Regions from separate parts of the Xenopus tropicalis genome. Here region 1 is linked to region 2. A link is a contact called in public Hi-C data. All regions are on one chromosome and are shown on one strand. The core of a region is the stretch at or near the end of the contact, and the rest is flanking DNA. Distances in the headings are between cores, read along the strand shown.

Region 1 (2,700 bases), core at 90-2,589, 85 kb after region 2:
TAGAACTAGCATTTTATTTTTTTTTTAAAAACTGCATATAAAATAATTCTATACCTTACCTTTCTGGATGGTTACATTTTCTGCATCTAACTCGTGAAACAATGCTGCAAGCCATGTGGTTAAAAAAAATTAAAAAAATCTGACTCCTGTTAAATTATTTTAAAGGAGACAACCCTCCCCCTCCAGTGATGATTATCACTTACCTGAGACTCCAGGCTGCTGCTCTTGTTAGCTAAAAACTGCAATGGCCTGCATTCAAATCTGGATGAGCATGCACAGTAAAGTGATAAAGCCACTTATTGACTGCGCACGTACACCTGACCAAGGGCCACAGGGAACAAAGAAGAAGCGGACAATCATGCCGTGGTGTTTCTTCTACACTCTACAGGAACCTGGGTAGGTGCAGTTTTCACTGAACAGGACCACTGGCCTGGGATATCAAGTAAGGCATTATAATCACTGGGCAGGGTGCCCAATATTTAGCCCCCCACAATGACTGTGCCTTTCCTTCTCCTTTAAGAGCTTAATGGGATAAGCAGCACTTATGTTTACAAATAACTTAAACCACTTGTAATTAATATATGTTAGAGAGTTGCCTAGAATTATCTTTAATTTTGCAAAAGAAAAAAAACAGCTTTTGGATGGAGGACCCCTTTAGATAGTATGTAAAGCTTTCGACTGTAATCAAAAAAAATTCCACAACTCCATAGCTATCATTATATAAAAAAAAAATAAAAAAATTAAGAAAAACTTATAAATAACTGAGAGAATAAAAGCATGGGCACACAAAGCATTTGCTCAACTTCTATTCACCTGCTTTTTGTAGGCAGGCACAGAGAAGCAGATCCACTTGTTTATATGCTTTTATGTGTAACGGAGATTTGCCAGAAAAACGTGAAAGCTGTGCCTGTTACTGCAGCTACACATGAAAACATATAGAAATGGATCTGCTTCTCTCTTCTGTCTACAAAACACAGTGAATCAAACGCTTCATGTGCTCTTGCCCTTATTTGGAGCAGTTATAATGTTATCATAGTTGTTAACAGCAGTGTCAAGTATATCTGAAACTGCTTTACATAAGAGGGCTTTTTTACACCCACAAGTGCAGTAAGCAAAGTGCAATTTCGAGTGCAATTGCCATGTTTTATTTCCCACAATGCAGCCTCTTCCCCCACCATCATTGCGGACACAAACAGGTAATTTGCAGTGATTGGCGTGCAAGAGACACATGTGCTGTATTCTTTTGGGCCAAGTGTGCTGCGCCTATTGACAAAGGGCACTAAGGGAACCCTGGAGCTACTGCCTGGTCTGGAGAAGGTGGAAGCTCTGTGGGTTCCATCTGTGTCAATAGGTGTAACAGTCCTTAATTTGGAATTGAGCACAGGAAGGACTGAATGGCGCAGAGCGCAACTTTACAGGAGTGCAGGAAGCACATTTAACACAAATACTTACAAATGGCTTTACACGAAACTGACTGTGAAATTACAGGGACCACAACTGTGCTTGTGGTGGTAAATTAGCCCTAAGAAGTTTTCCCATCTTATTTTTTCAGACTTACCAAGTTTACCCTTATTTTATTCTTTGTACTAATAAGCTCAGTAATTGCTGGCACCCATTGTCAGGAGAATGACAGTTAGGGCATTGGCACACGGGGGGATTAGTCGCCCGCGAGAAATCTCCCTTGTCGCGGGCAACTAATCTCCCCGATATGACATCCCACCGGCGTGAATGTAAATCGCCGGTGGGAATGCATACGTGGCGCCGGTGATTTGCCGAAATCGTCAAAGTTGCCTCGAGAGGTGGGATGTCATATCGGGGAGATTATCTCCCTTATCTTGGGCGACTAATCTACCCGTGTGCCACAGCCCTTACAAGTATTCCTTCTATACAAAACAACTAACTAATCAACTAACACTGTACTGCAGTGAGCTCTGCATTAGCCATTTTGGGTCTCTGAATTCTTCTACTAAACCTATCTGGATCAAGGGACATATCTATTTGCTGTTTTTTTGCCTTCCTCTGGATCAGCTAGGAGCAGGTTTCCTTTACATAAAAAGTTTTATCTTGATGGATGTGTGTTTTTTTTAAGTTACTATGTTATTGTATATGTGTTTTGCACAAACATTATTGGCCAAGTCTAGGTAATTGCATATGCATGAGCTCCACCCTAATGTTAAAAGGCAACACATAGACCATCTTTTTTTTTGACACAGAATAAACCCCAGAATGACTTGCCTCAGTGCACGTAGCATATTATCAGTCTATACCAGGCAACAGAAGTCACCAGTAGGAAGCTAAGTACATAAAAAAGCAAAGATAGGCTTATCTGGACAAAACTGGCAGCTGATACACTAAGAACAAGAGCTCCCGATAAGATTTCTCAAAGTCAAGTACATCAGAAAGAAAGGGAATCCAGTAAATAAAGTGCAACCCTTTCTAAATATGAAACAGAGAAAAATGGGCAGAAGGTTCCAAAATCTATTCAAACCAGTCAGTGTCAGGTTGGGACACTGAATCAATGGCTCACTAGTGAGACAAATCAGGACTAATTGTGAGGGCAGTTGTGGTCTCCTGTGTGTTCTGTTTGTTGCATTGTGCTTTGCTTGTTGCATTATTGCTGTACAAGCTGTGTGAGAGCACAGAACAATGCAGTGGATACAGACAGACTGCAGAAGGCAGTGCTCTCTATACCTGTGCTGC
Region 2 (2,700 bases), core at 144-2,643:
CATGACGTCCCTTCCCCTACGTGTGACATCACTTCCGCCACTATTTACCAGGTGCCCTCATGCCCCAAGCTGAGCTGCTGGATTAACACAGCTAGTCTTTGGTAGCGGCTGGGGAAAATTCTTATGTTTTCTTTAAAAAATCATCAATTATATAGGTACCCACGGGCTACCCCCCTAATGTTGCCACCCCAGGCCCTATATGCCTAGAGTGGTGCTTCCCTCCATTTGTGTACAAAACACAGGCTGAGGAAATTTAATCAGGATGCCCCTGGCCTTAAGCATTGAATCTTATGTAACAATTACCTCATGTGCAGCAATACGTGACTAGAATTCTGATGGGCGTACTGGCAGGTCAGGGTGGTTTTTTTTGGTCTGGTCTGCCCTAGATACCTGCTGCGCCCCTCGGTGGAAGTGACATCATTATGCAACATGCCTTAAGTGACGTCACATTTACCCACAGTGCTGACCAGGTACCCCCTAGCTCTGCCCCCGGATTTAATAGGAAAGGATCTGGTGGCAGTAGAAAGATTTTTTTTCACAAAGAAAAATGTATTTACCATATAGGCATCGGGGGCTGCCCCCTAAAGCTGCTACCCAAGGCACTGGCCCTCAAGTGTTGAATACACTATAATGAATATGGTAAATACAGCCCTACATTTACTACATTTTCTTGAATAAGCATTTAAACTCAAAACTGGAGATGATCATCCTTGAAACTTAGCTGGAGGCAGGCACCAACCAAGACCTGCCTTCCACTTTTTAACAGCCCACATCATGCTGTTGCAATCAGGCAGCAAGAACTCCAACCACCTCCCACTCTTTCTTCTGTTTCTTATTCTTTTTCAAGGTTCCATTTACAGAATCAAGCGAGCAAATCAAGGGTAACTGGTGAGGATGGGCAGTTATGGATAAAGAAGGATATAAGAATAAAAGTTTGTTTTTCATGGCCAATGGAACATAACTGATTTTGGTGTATTATAACCAGCTAATTTAGTAACTCCACTGGCAGACAGCAAGACCCCCAGAGTTGCTTTTCATCTGACTAGCATTTGTGCACTAGTAGAATTGAAACATGAATATTTACCCTTAAGGGCCCAACTATGTGAGAAAAAAGTCTGCCAGGATTACACCTATCATTTATTGTTAAGGAAAGAAATGTAAAAATGTCACATGGAAATATGCAACTCTCTGTTTTGTCTGCATCCTAAAATTTAGGATATGTATATGGCCAGCTTTAGAATTGCGTTACCATTTTGAATTATTACAGAATTTATACAATGTATGGATGTAACTCACCTGGCAGAAGTCTAAAAAAATCTGAATTCATTTTAAAATGGTAAGAGGCAAAGCAAGCCCATTTTGTGCAAATTTTGTTTGCTTATGTGAACCAACAGAGCAATGTACATACATGTTTTAGGCAAACAGTCCAAAAGTGAGTTTTAATTTGTATTTGAATTTGTGTTGACCTTGTTAAAAAATTTAATAGTTAATTATCATTGCTTAATATCCCTGCAGGAGCAAGTTTAATCCAGAAATACCTGTATTGTTAGGTTTAAGTCTCATTCAAAAGATTGTTGATAGTAATGTTTTCAAATGTATTATGAATGGAATGCTTTAGCTTTATTTACAGATTCTGTGTATTGGACTATGAATAGAAGAACAATTACCACCAATAAAATAAATGACTTTATAATTGCATCACTGAGTAAATGTTGTTGACAAACTGGTACAAGTTGAAATCCACTGGGTCACTACTAGTTCCAATCCTGAAAATTCCACTTTTCTCAGACACACAGGCTTCATGCTGCCTGTTAGAGCACTACTGAAACACTTTACAGATATGATTTTGGCACATGTAAGGGACCCGAGTCAAAGATTCAGTTTTTACACTATCTTTAGGTTAAGCTGGCCATACACAGGCATATCCATTCATTTGGTAAGGTCTCCAAATGAGTGGATCTGGGCTGAATCAGGCCAGTGATCAGATCATACAGAGGACCCTGCATATACCCATAAGACAAAGGTCCCATCAATGTACCAATGCGTTCCTCAATCGACTGGATCTTCAAACCTGTATGATATTTGCCTGATTTCCATCAAGATTTCAATCTGGCATCATTGGGCTCTATACACAGGCCAGTAAGCTTGCATCGGCCCATGTGTGGTCAGCTTAAAAGAGAAGGAAAGGCTAAGTCACTTGGGGGTGCTAAAATGTTAAGCACCCCCAAGTGACTTTAATCGCTTATCTCGTACCCCGGGCTGGTGCCCCTGTTAGGAGAAAACAGCACCAGCCCAGGGTACCTGGAGCGATGCGCTTCCTCCTTCCGCCTTCGTTTCGCTAAGACTAACACAACAGGCGCATGCGCAGTAGAGTGAAAAGCCGACTTCTCTGTTAAAGTTCGGCTTTTCACTCTACTGCGCATGCATGCGCTCGCAAAGCAGGAGGCAGGAACCGCTGCAGGTACCCCGGGGCTGTTCTCTCCACACAGGGGCACCAGCCCGGGGTAAAAGGTATGCGATTCAAGTCACTTGGGGGTGCCTAACATTTTGGCACCCCCAAGTGACTTTGCCTTTCCTTCTCCTTTAAGGCATATTTTAACTCAAAGCCAGCACTTTTTGCCCCCCTAGGCATTAACCTCTAATTAAATGCAACAGGGTATTGTAATAAAAAGTATTGCATAAGCCCATATCTCGTAATGC

The links. A called contact is a pair of places that touch in the nucleus more often than the background predicts.
Region 1: a Hi-C map of neurula embryo shows a contact between it and region 2, with 2.6 times the contacts expected there. The contact joins two enhancer-like sites. A contact is called at or near these places in 3 of 5 Hi-C or Micro-C datasets (brain, gastrula embryo and neurula embryo).

Annotation. Positions count from the first base shown.
Region 1 is chr1:99,047,397-99,050,096 of UCB_Xtro_10.0, forward strand. It overlaps a transcript of arrdc2 not described here. Among named protein-coding and RNA genes, the nearest start is that of arrdc2, 10 kb to the left of the region's middle. Within about 2 kb of position 1,340, at least 4 of the 11 cell types and tissues checked have an H3K27ac peak or open chromatin away from gene starts, as enhancers often do.
Region 2 is chr1:98,962,673-98,965,372 of UCB_Xtro_10.0, forward strand. No RefSeq gene overlaps it. Among named protein-coding and RNA genes, the nearest start is that of arrdc2, 74 kb to the right of the region's middle. Within about 2 kb of position 1,394, at least 1 of the 11 cell types and tissues checked has an H3K27ac peak or open chromatin away from gene starts, as enhancers often do.